2 separate regions of the Mus musculus genome follow, and region 1 is linked to region 2. Evidence: chromatin contacts called from public promoter capture Hi-C data. All regions are on one chromosome and are shown on one strand. Each heading gives the region's core, a stretch centred on a gene start, on an enhancer-like site or on the middle of the called end of the contact. The rest is flanking DNA. Distances are from core to core; before and after follow the strand shown. Region 1 has its middle 19 kb from the start of Scp2. Region 2 holds the start of Czib (CXXC motif containing zinc binding protein).

What was found. Promoter capture Hi-C pulls out the DNA fragments that hold promoters and counts their contacts.
Region 1: a contact with region 2 is called in a promoter capture Hi-C map of liver, with 2.4 times the contacts expected there. The contact joins the enhancer-like site here to the promoter of Czib in region 2. A contact is called at or near these places in 12 of 39 promoter capture datasets (the 3T3-L1 cell line, the C10 cell line, embryonic stem cells and 7 more), 6 of 484 Hi-C or Micro-C datasets (the CH12 cell line, the HL-1 cell line, bone marrow-derived macrophages and 2 more), 10 of 115 datasets of contacts at active chromatin or transcription factors (the NIH/3T3 cell line, bone marrow-derived dendritic cells, bone marrow-derived macrophages and 7 more) and 3 of 9 other capture datasets (adipose tissue, liver and pancreatic islet).

The regions. Positions count from the first base shown.
Region 1 is chr4:108,134,112-108,140,162 of GRCm38.p6, reverse strand. It overlaps a transcript of Scp2 not described here. Among named protein-coding and RNA genes, the nearest start is that of Scp2, 19 kb to the right of the region's middle. Within about 2 kb of position 3,017, at least 5 of the 459 cell types and tissues checked have an H3K27ac peak or open chromatin away from gene starts, as enhancers often do. A contact at or near this core is called in liver, where this site is marked.
Region 2 is chr4:107,888,271-107,894,602 of GRCm38.p6, reverse strand. It overlaps Czib (CXXC motif containing zinc binding protein), which reads right to left and starts at 4,777. Exons shown (of 8, transcript NM_001347160.1): 1 at 4,707-4,777; 2 at 4,401-4,484; 3 at 3,082-3,138; 4 at 2,567-2,648; 5 at 2,350-2,381; 6 at 1,192-1,269. The coding sequence starts at 4,712.

The DNA.
Region 1 (6,051 bases), core at 1,768-4,267, 250 kb before region 2:
GGACTAAAGGCATGTACCACCACAGCCCGGCTTTTTTAATTTTTAAAAAAGATTTATTTATTATTATCTATAAGTACACTGTAGCTGACTTCAGACACACCAGAAAAGTGGGCATCAGATCTCATTATGGGTGGTTGCTGGGACTTGAACTCAGGACCCTCAGAAGAGCAGACAGTGCTTTTACCCACTGAGTCTGTTGTAGTTCGTCAAAAGACCCTTACTCAGCCAGGTATGGTGGCGAACGCCTTTAATCCCAGCACTCCGGAGGCTGAGGCAGGCGGATTTCTGAGTTTGAGGCCAGCCTGGTCTACAAAGTGAGTGCCAGGACAGCCAGGGCTACACAGAGAAACCCTGTCTCGAAAAACAAACAAAACAAAACAAAAAACCAAAAGACCCTTACTCACAAGGACCACAGAGACCACCGCCATCGCTGTAAAACCCATAAGGATTTTTATTAATCCAATATGTTGGGGACTTCCCTCTCAGCACTCAGGCCAGAGGAGAGACCAAGAACAAAGAAAGAACACACTTTTTATACCTTTGTAAGGGGCAGATTTGAGCAACAGGGTTCTCATTGGTGTAGCAAGTAACCCTTTCAGGCATTGGTTGGTTTGTATAGTGACTAAGTAACCCTTTGGCCTAGTGACTCACTTGGATTGCCCCCATGGTGGGTTATTATGATTTGGTCAGCAAAGTAATAGTACATTAACGTCACAGCTATTAATGTCAGGGGAATTCTCGCAACAAGGTCAGGGTGGTTTGTGGTCTTTGTCAGAATTCAATGTGGGGCAGGGGTGCAGGAGAATTGCTAATCTTGTTATGGCTATTTCTCTGAGAACAACTAATATTGTTTTGGTAGCTGCAAGCTTAATCATTTTGACCGCTAAAACTATGTTTTTTTTTTTTTTTTTAAAGATTTATTTATTTATTTATTATATGTAAGTACACTGTAGCTGTCTTCAGACACTCCAGAAGAGGGAGTCAGATCTCGTGATCGGATGGTTGTGAGCCACCATGTGGTTGCTGGGATTTGAACTCCTGACCTTCGGAAGAGCAGTCGGGTGCTCTTACCCACTGAGCCATCTCACCAGCCCCTAAAACTATGTTTTTACATTTGTTTAGTCAGCCAGCTTCCTTATCTGGCTTTGCACTTGGCCTGCTAGTACAGTTAGTTTGGAAAGTCCTTTTCGAAGGGGGAAGGTACTGGGTGGTCTTGAATTCATTTTGGATATTACATTCCCCCCTTTTTCCCAGGTACATTTCAATCCTGAAATGATATCTCACTTTGTTACCGTTACTGATATTGTTGTCTGAGCATCAAAACTTGTACTGTATTTAAACAATCAAGGATACATGGGCCAAAGGTTAAGAACAAAAACAGAATAAGAAGGGATGGTAAACAGGACTAGGCAGGGACCCTTCCAACGAGGCTTGAGGGTCTCAGCATGATACAGGTGCATGTAGATCAGATCTCCGACCTGGAACTGGTGAGCTGTCTTTGGGGTACCCGGCTCATTCGTTGTAGCCAGTTGTGACCAGACTTTCTGCATTACCTGCAAGCCTTTTAACTTAGCATACAGATCATTATTACAACAAAATATGGTTTCAAACACATCATTTTTAGACAGTGATGGGCATGGGAGCCCCATAAAGGATCTCAAAAAGAGTAAGGCTGAATCAAGAGGGAGAATTTCTAGTTCTAAATAGGGCATGGGGAAGGAGCACCAAGTCTGCACCAATCTCCACGGTTAATTTTGTCAAGGTCTCTTTTAGAGTTCTATTCATTCTTTCTATCTTTCCTGAGCTCTGAGGTCTGTACACACAATGGAATTTTCATTTGACCTCTGAATACTTGGCCACACCTGACTTACCTGAACAACAAAGGCAGAGCCATTACCTGACCCTATTGCTTTTGGCCCTCCAAACCTTGGGAAATTTTCTTTAATAATCTTCTTGATGACTATCTGAACAGTCTCGTTTTTTACAGGGAAAAACTTTTATCTATCTCAAGAACATATCTACAAAAGCCAGAAGGTAGTAATGCCCATATTTTCCTCAGTAAAGTCTACTTTCCAGTAGATGCCAGGTCTGTCTCCCCGGTACCTCTTTCCTGGATCCACCATGGTGTGGCAGACATTGACTCTTTGGCAGGGCACACACTTGTGCACCACCTGCTTCACAAGGTGTTTTAACCCTGGTACATGATACTTAGTTTTGGAGAATGTCTGGATGAGCTTGCTTACCCCTAATTGAGTCCATTGCTGTATCTGTTTGACCATAGCCTCTGCTTGTCTTTATGGCAGGATTTTTTTCTCCTGGAGGTGTGACTGGAATCTTTGGAAATGAGGGCTAAGTCCTCTGATATGTAGGCAAACTCAGGCTCCATTGCCAGTAGCACCACCAGCAGGGCCATGGCTGTACTTGCTCATGCCTCTCTGTCACGTTGTTGCCCCTTGCTATCAAGGTATTTCTCTTCTGGAGACTAGGACAGTGGATGATGTTTACCTTGGCAGGGTCGTGGAAGGCCTCAGTAGAGCCAGTATTTCTTCTTTGTTCTTAATTTCTTTTCTTCCCGACATCAGTAGACTCTTCTGTTGATATATGGCTTCATGGACATGGGCTGTGGCAAAAGCATACCTGCTATCCATGTAGATGTTGAGCCTTTTTCCTTTTCTTAGTGTGGGTGATCGGTTCTTCCTTTTGAGCTGATGTGTCTTCTGGCAGGGCCTGTCCAGCTACCACAGCTGCTCTAGATAGTTGTTTTAGTCTGTGAACCAGGTAACGTCTGTACCCTCTAGTAGCTGGTCTGTCAGATCTCCATGCCATCTATGTGTCTCAGCAAGAACCTGCTGACAGTCTAGGTGTGGGAGCAGGGTAGCTGAGTTCAGACTTGTCGGGGTGGGGGGGGGGCAAAAGTGACTCTATCAGAGTTGAACCACAGGGTCTGGGAATGAGTCATGTGAGCCATGATTGGGGCTGAACCACACTTTCTAGGCGTGCGGTGCTGAGATCACCAGGTTCTGTCCCAAAGCCAATATATCTGTGTCCTTGACCAGTATAGTAGCCACTGTGTGTAAGCAAGCAGGCCATCCCGCAGTCACAGGATCTAATTTCTTAGATAAGTATGCCACAGGTCTCTTCCAGGGCCCGAATCTCTGAGTAAGAACCTCTTTGGCAATACCTTTGTTCTCAGTCACATCTGGGAGGCCAAAAGCTGGAGCTGACATTAGGGCAGTCTTAATGGCATCAAAGGCCTGTTGTTCTTTTTTTTTTTTTTTTTTTTTTTTTTGAGACGGGGGTTTCTCTGTATAGCCCTGGCTGTCCTGGAACTCACTTTGTAGACCAGGCTGGCCTCGAACTCAGAAATCCACCTGCCTCTGCCTCCGGAGTGCTGGGATTAAAGGCATGTTCCACCACGCCCGGCAGCTGTTTATCTTTTTAATTCAGCAAAACCTGGAATCCACAATCTGCAAAAGCCTTCAGTGCCCAGGAACTTTTCTAACTTGTTTTGCACTGGTCGGTGGGGGATATGAAACACAGTCTCTTTTCTAGCTTCTTTGACAGGTAGGCCACCGGCCTCTTCTACGGACTCAGCTTCTGTGTTAGGACCCCTTTTGCTATCCCTTCACTTTTAGCCATGAACAGGTGGAAGGGTTTGGTCATGAGGGGGGATCCTCTTCTTTTTCTCTGGGGCAGTCTCTCACCCAGTGCCCTTTTCCTTTAAAGTCAACACATTGATCTTTAGCCAAAAGCTTTCTGTAGTTGCCAGGAACTATCTAAGTTCTCTAGTTTCTCTGACTACTGTGGCCAGCATTTTCTCTTATTCCTTTTTAATTCCCTGGCTCCCTGTTCCTTATAGATCATTCCCAAGTGCTAGCATTATCAGCATGTGCCACTTTGCCGGGTTGTAGTCTTTGTTATTTACCTCTCTTTGCTCCTGATTCCTAACTGTAAAAGATCTCATACAATGTTCTATCTATCTATCTATCTATCTATCTATCTATCTATCTATCTATCTATCTATCTATCTATCTTTTGTTCCTCCTCCTTGACTTTGCTTCCTTTGGATGTTACCTAATTATCACGTCCCTATCCTGTCACTCATTTTCTCTCATAGTTTGCCTCTACCCTGGTTTATCCTTCTGCCTCACTGCACATCTCTGATTCTGACTCTGGTCTCTGTCAGCCTCATGTTTCCTCAACTCTTCCTCTTGCCTGTCTCTTACTTACTGGTTCCTCCTCTAAATATTTCTCATTCAGAGTATCTCTCTCATCTCAGACCTCTCTAATCTCCTTCATCTCTATTTTCACTTCTCCTCACTGTTAACCTCTCTATTTGCCACTGTCATTCATCTCTCCTGAGTCTGCTGAAGCTTTGCTCTTAGCTCCCTTCTTTCCAGACCTCTATTGTTCCTTCATTTCTCCTCCTCTGCACTTTCTTATCAACTTACGCTAACTTTCTTACTGACTTACCCTGTGCTTCTCCTAACTTCTGTAACTTCCTCCTACCTTGGTCAACTTGTTGGGGCACTTTCTAGCCCCACAGAGACAAGACCCCCATCAGAGCCTGGCGGTTAGACTTGCAGGTGCTCCTTACATTGGACAGGGGAAGCCCCAAGTGGGCGGATGCCTCTCTCGCTGGAGCTTGGAAGAGACTCATGGCCAGCAGGGAGCCCCCCCCCCCCCCCAGAAGACACACGGGGCAGGGAAGGGAGCCCAGCTCTCACAGAGGTGCTGGGCCACTGACATCTCAAAGTGAAAGCACTTTTTCTGCTGCTAACAAGAGATGGGATGCAGGGGAAAGGGAAACACCATTAGGCAAGTATGAAAAGCAACCAGGGCAATGAACACCATAGGACACTCCTGGCCGGCCACTCCCACAGCCTCCTCTATCTCCTCTTCAGCAGCCACAACATCCAGGGCCACTGACTTCTCAGGGACCACCCCTCTTTTGCTCTGGGTTTTCTGAGCTCGTTCTTCCCTAGGTTCCAGGTCTGTGGGCAGGGCCACTGCTCCCTGGAGTTGGAGTGGGAGGCAGGGCAGCTGAGGATTTGAAAGGAAGTGGTCAGCATAGGGATCTGACTGGATTCTTAGGCTTATTCCAGGGGGCATAACTCAAAAACAGTCGTCAGTCGTTAGTCCAAGTCCGAACACAAAGAGACACACAAGACACACACATAAATCATTTTCAGGCAACCACCATAGAATCACAGTATCACAGAAAATGACAAACACAAACAAGACCAATACGGGGCTTCTTACACGCGATTTCCAAAGAAGCCTGACACTATCTGTTCCAGGCATATACTGAACCCTAGCTGCTGCTGGGTTGAGAAGGACTGTTTCAGATCCAACTTCCCAGCTTGACACCGGCGCGTCCTCCAGTGTTATGGCCTGAGACATTTTGGCACATCTGCCTGTCACTGCAACCACCCCAAATGGGTCCCTCTCCATGAGAAGGCCCCCAAAACCTAAGACTGGCCTAAAACCAAACCAAGATAACCAGTTGTCTTCTTGGGACCAAAACCAGACCTGAAACCAGACAAACCAAAAGCAAAACAGAATCAGAAGGTGGTCTAATGGAGGACACACAAGTGAACAAGACAGACAGACAGACACACAGACAGACACACAGACAGACAGGAAGGGATTCCACTTTACCTCCAATGTGCTGTGTCTGTGTCCCCCTGAGGAGGGTCTTCCCGGTCAATGCACCAAATGTTGTAGTTCATCAAAAGACCCTTACTCACAAGGATCACATAGACTGCTACCATCGCTGCAAAACCCATGAGGATTTTTATTATTCTAACATGTTGGGGACTTCCCTCCCAGCACTCAGGCCAGAGGAGAGACCAAGAACAAAGAAAGAAAACACTTTTTATACCTTTGTAAGGGGCAGATTTGAGCAACAGGGTTCTCATTGGTGTCATTGGTTGGTTTGTATAGTGACTAAGTAACCCTTTGGCCTAGTAACTCACTTTGCTTGCCCCCATGGTGGGTTATTATGATTTGGTCAGCAAAGTAATAGTACATTAACATCACAGCTATTCT
Region 2 (6,332 bases), core at 3,528-6,027:
GCCCATTATCCAGGGACACAAAGGCAGGATCCTACAGGTAGGAACTAGAGCAGAGGCCATCTAGGAAGAGTGCCTCCTGGCTTGCTCAGCTATTTTTCTTTCCCATCCTTTCCCCAATTCATTCATTCTCTCATATTCTCTTTCTTTCCCTCCCTCCCTCCTTCTCTCCTCCCTCTCTCCCTCCCCCGTACGCCCTCTCTTGAGACAGTGTCTCACTATGTAGTTCTGGTTGACCTGGAACTTACTATGTAAACCAGGCTGGTTTTGAGCTCACAGAGATCCACCTGCCTCTGCCCCTCAAGTGCTGGGATTAAAGGTGTGTAACCATGTCTAGCCTCAGCTATTTTTCTTATATAGCAATTGGGACCGTTCTCCAGTTGAGGGTCCCTACTCAGGTGGTTCTAGTTTGTGTTATCAAAAAACCAAGTTAAAGGCCGGAGTGGGGGTAAGCTCTCCCATCACTCTATCTGCTCAAGGACCTGGGTATGCACCCCACTCCCTCTCTGAACCTTAGTTTGTGGGGTATTTATTTGGTGAGACAGGGTCTCTCTGATATATCTGGCATTCCTGGAACTTGCTATGTACACTGGGTTGTCTTTGAACTCAATAGAAATCCACCTGCCTCAGCCTCTTGAGTGCTGGGATTATAGGTGGAATGCACTATGCCTGGCTCTGAACCTGGGTTTTATTTGTTTTTTGAGACAGGTCCTCAGGGATTCCAGGCTGGCCTTAAACTTTTTATCTGTGATTTTGTTTATGAGATGGGGATGCCGATACCATCTTTTCTAACTTACCCCACAGATTTACTGTGAGTAAAAATGTACAAACAAGAGGATGAGCACTGACTATAAGATTCAGACAGACCTGGGTTCAAATCCAGCCCCTGCTTACTAACGGACTCTGGCACACTACAGTCTCTGAAGTTCCCTTGTCTAAAGACTAGGATGAATCACTGTTTAGGTTACAGTGAGGATGAAATGAAGTAGCACAGAAAGGTGATGGGCATGGAACACAGCACACAGTAGGCATTTCATACGTGACAGTTACTATTCATAGACTTCCTGATTTGTGTTGTAGCTCAGTGCTAGAACAAGAAGGGAAAAGCAAGATGGAGAATTCCTATTTCAGTCTCTGTAAGAAGCAAAGTTCGCTTGCTTCATCCCCACCCCAGAGAGCCTTAAAGCCACATACCTGGGGCTGGAAGTCAACTGGTTCAAGGCCCCGGCACTCAAACTCCACTATCGTCTTGAACTTCTCATTGTCTTCAGCCTGGAAAGGAAGTGTATTGAGGAGGCAGGACCAATGGAGACCACCTCCTCCAATGCCCTCTGCCCTTTCTACCTTGTGGGCCCTAACTACACCACTGAGCCTAGAACAGGACCCAGAACAAGTTAGCCCTTTATAAAAACAAAACGCCTGTCTTGGGTACTGCTCCAGAGAGGACCTCTGTAGACACAGGTTGTGCAGAAGAGTGAGGATCCTTGGTCAACCTTCCTGCATGTCAGCAGAGCAGAGGAAACCCGGCCTACTTACTGTAAGGATCTGAATCATGCACTGAGAGCCAAGCACTGGGTCAATGAATGGTAAGTGACCAAGAAGACAAGAATGCTAAGTTACAAGGGCTCTAGACCGTCCACATGGTCCCAGTAAGCACACCATGGCCTTTGGATAACCAGCCACCATGTCAGGCTGGAGAGATGGCTCAGAGGTTCAATTTCCAGTGGTTGTTAGAGATGGTAGCTCATAACTATCTATAATGAGATCTGGTGCCCTCTTCTGGCCTATAGGCATACATGCAGGCAAAATGCTGTATACATAGAAACCCTGTCTCAAAAAACCAAATAAACAAACAAACAAACAAACAAACAAACAAAACAGAAACCAAACATCCACCATGTCATGAGGAAGGCTGGGTGTATGGAGAGCGCACCTCTTGGGAGGTGGATAGCCAGGAGCCCTGCCTACCTCACCCCTGGGCTCAGACTGCCCAGACTGTCATCCTGTGTACTTTTAGGAGGAAACTGCAGTATTACCCAGTGGATGATGTGGATATGGTGGACAAAAGATACGGAGCAAGTGAGCACTGAGTTGGTGCATGAGAGAGTAAATACGCAGGAGACGTGGTGTCAAGTACCTGGCCTCTCAGCATTCAGGAGGCTGAAACAGGAGTATGAGTTTGAGCCAAGCCTGGGCTACCTAGTGAGACCTAGTCTTAAGCAAAACAAAGAGTTAAATACATGGGACCATGTCCAGGGGCAGGCCACTCTGATGCAGCTACTCTCGACCCCACTCCTAGCCATCAGTTCAGATTTAATCCCACCATCCCTGACACTACAGCAGGAAACTTACGTTGTAAGCCTTGATGGTGCTGCTCAAAATGTCTGAAATATAAAAAGGAAAAGTTGACTTGAATCTCTACCCAGACTCCACTCAGGTGCCCAGACACAGCCTGGGAAAGAGAGAGACCTGCACAGGTTTTAGTATTTCACACCTAGGTCCACCCCTTGACAACACAAGCCTGCTTCCAGTCACCCTGGAAGAGCCTGGTAGGCAGCACCCGACCTACCAATAGAGTTTTCCCGTGCACATAGCTTGCACTTCTGGACCATGGAGGCACTGCCTCGGCCTCCTTTCAGCGCCACGCTGTCCTGACAAGAAGCAAACAGAATTTCTAGTCATGTAACAGCTAGACGTAAGGGTCCCAGAGAGATCTCATCCCACCACCTCATCCAGTGGAACAGACTAAGACCACAGAAGTGAGTCACTTGCTGACAAGTGACAAGAGGGTTGAGGAGAGCTCAGTAGTAGAGCATGCTCAGTAGAGTAGTAGTAGAGATATGCAAAGCCCTGGATTCAATCCCCTGGGTGGGGCAGAAGCCTAAGGAGTCTTCCCCTGGTTGAGAAAAAAAGTCCCTCTTGATTTTGAACTCTGCCTCAAAGATGTCTGTTGTTCCCTGCGAGGGTCACATTGGTGCTCTCTCAACACCTGCCGTGCCCCCCCCCCCAAGTGGCTAAAGGAAAGAAAGATGAAATCCAATTTCCCCAATTTTCTGCCCAGGAGCATGTGGTAGGGACCATTACCATCAGCCGGATGTATTGCCACTTCTCTGAAATCTCACCACAGTTGCCACATTTCATCTTGGGGAAGGAAAAGAGTATTATTAGTTGAGCAGGTAGCTTCCTTAGACACAGGGGAAGGGGAAGCACGGTGTAAGGCCAGCTCATAGCCTACTGCCTTCTCTTAATTTATCTTAGATGCACTCTCACTGTGTAGCCCAAATGTGTTTGAACCTGAGATCTTCCTGCCTCTGCTTTCCAAGTACTGGGATACAAGTGAGTGCCTCTAGACCCATCCTATCTTCTAGGGGATTCTTACAGCATCCAATAGGGACATGAGCCGATTTATCTCCAAGTAAGAACAAGGTGTTTCTGATGTTGGCACCCCTGCCCTCCTCTAGAATCTGTGCCATTTGGCTGGGGACTCCAGGTTGTCTCAAGCCCCCAGCAACTCTGCTGGTTGGTTCTGTGCTTAGGGGTCCTGAGTCTGGGGTTAACGGGTTGTCATTTTGTTTCTGTTTCTCTCTCCTTTGTTATTCTGTGTTTCTTCAAGTCAAAGTTCTTCAGATGGGCCCTGGAACTCCTGCTCCAAACATTTTGAAATAGGAGCTGTGGGTGCGATGGTGTTGCACTTGTCTAGTGCTGGGGCGGGGGTGGCGGAATAAGAGTGATCAGTTATGGCTTTGGTTGGGTATGTGAGGCACTGAGATAGACTAGGAGAATAAAGCACAGCCTGGGACGATGAAGGGTGTCACACTGTTTGGGCCTCTAGGGCAGGGTACCTACCCAGTTTACTAGCACTGTGTGAGGTCAAAGGGTGGCCAACTTTCCCAATAAGTAAAGCCAGCAAATAAAACAAGGTGGGTTTATTCACTATATTAAGTAAGCACAGGGTCCCTTCAAATGATATTTTGTTCCGTGTATGTTTATAAACTAAGAGCTGGAAGGATTTCACATCAGGAGAGTGCTAGCGTGAGGCCCCAAATTCAGATATACCCGCCAGAACAGAAGAGGGATAAAACCACAAAACTCCACCGTGTGAGGAGGCCGAACATCTGTAATCCTAGTAAGAAGATCAGGAGTTCAAAGTCATCCCTCGCTACATAAAGAGCGCAAGGCCAGCCTAGATTACATAAGACTAACGTTTAATCAATAAAAATAAAATCTAAAATTCCATCCTGAAGATCTCACTTAGATGCCTGGTTAAGCACCTCAGACCCGGTGGAACTTTTAGAAAAGCTCCCAGTTCAACACTGTGATCAAGGCTGGGCCCTGAGCCCTAAGATGCCCCACTGCCTCCGGATGCTCCTCCCTTCCCTAGAGGAACCCGCCTTCCGTCGCACCTTCAGGTACCACCGGAAGTCCTCGCCCACTGGCCGAAGGTTCGTGACGTTCTCCAGCGTGGCTTTGAGCTGCAGTGCGATTTTCTGAGAAGAGGGCGGGACACGCTGAGTGCAAGGCCTCGTCCGCTCAGCTGCGTGCCACGCCCCACCCCGCCCCTCCCGACTCAAGCCCCGCCACCCGAGCCTCACGCCTTCCATTCTCTCCTGCTCTGAGCTCGCCACTCTGAGCCCCTCGCCGCCTCGGACCCATCTCTCACTGGGCTACTACCAGACGGGATGCCCCAATGGCGACTAGCCTCTCCTTACCCCCATAGCTGCCGGTCCACGTTAAGTCGCTGCGACAGCTGCTTTCCGACCCGTCGTAAAAGGCCGGCGTCGCCGCGCAGCCTCAGTGCGGGTGGGCGGGGAGCGGGGCGTTAGTGAGTGGTACTGTAGGCTGGCGTTTTCTAGCTTGTCCCTCCTTAACCTGCCGGGCTCGGCTGTTTTCGGTAGGTTTGCTGGAACCGATGTAAACGCAAATGCCAGAGATGGTTCCTGATTCTCAATCTGTGCCTTCACTGAGCAGGCAAGATAGTCGGGCTGGAAACCTCTGCCAGACCTCTCTAGGCTCTCGGTTCTCTATCCGACTTCTCACTACCTGTGGTCCTGAGGCTCAGATTACGCTGCAGCCTCCCAGATGATGGGTAGTCGCCCTCTAAACTGCCCACTGGATGTACACGATTTGATGCTGCGACTTTTCCCACAGGGTTGCCCTGTGTCCATGTCCTCGTGGTAGCTATGCCTGAACAGAGCTGACTTTCCCCCACCTTAGTCATATATTTAACCGACACTGCAGGAGCTGGGAGCACCAACATTCGAAAACATGCCCCATTTTTATTTTTTAGAGACAGGGTTTCTCTGTGTAATTATAGCCCTGGCTCTCCTAGACTCGCTTTGTAGACCTGGCTGGCCTCGAACTCAAAAGAGATCCACCTGCCTCTGCCTCTCGAATGCTGGGATTAAAGGCGTGTGTCACCATGCTTGGCTCCCACTTTTATGGCCCAGTCTTTTTAAATTTTATTTTGGTTTTGGCAGGTAGTATGTATGTGCTCCACATGCATGCAGCTCCCACCAAGGCTAAAAGAGGGCACCATAAATAACCCTCTTGTACCCTCCCCCCCCTCAGCCTGAAACCTGGCTGAACAGGTTTCACTGATAGCACGAAGAGAGCATGGGGGGGGGGGTTGGAGCCTGCCACCTTATCGTTCTACCACTCCCACTGCTACTGCCTGCCGCCTAGCAGTTCCGGAGTTAATCAAGTTGTCACCTGAAACTGGACTCCAAGGATGATTTGGCGGGAATGGGTTCCTTCCCCTTCTTCATAAACCAGTGCCTGGGAATAGTAAAATTGAACCTTGAGCAGACTAGTTGTCTTGGTTCCATTCTCTCTCCCGCCGCCTAGCTCCCTCTTCTCTTCCAGATTCCAAGATGCCTCCCAGGCTAGAACCCAGACATGTGAGCCGGCCGCAACACTCTGTGACACACTGATAGAGCCACCCTATGGATGTTAGGAACAGAAATGAGGTCATCTACTACAGCAGCAAGTTCTCTTAACCGCTGAGCCATCCCCCTGCCTGTTGGACACCACCAGACTGGTCTTTAAGTGTCTCAGAAGTCTGGCATCCTGACATGTCACATATTAATGATATCCCTAACGGAGTATGAAAAGTCTTGAGGATGCTTGGGACCTTGTCTCAGAATGGAATGTCTCTAAGGATATGTATTTAGGCTCGTGTCCCTTCAGACCAATGAACCCTATCAAGTCCCATTCCTTCTGATGCCATCTAATCAGCTATTTTCAGCAAGCCATGAAATTTAAGTAATGGCAAGAGAAAGTTCCTGCCAATCTACCTATTGAACAGTTTTCCTTCATACGGAAATAAAGGATATGTT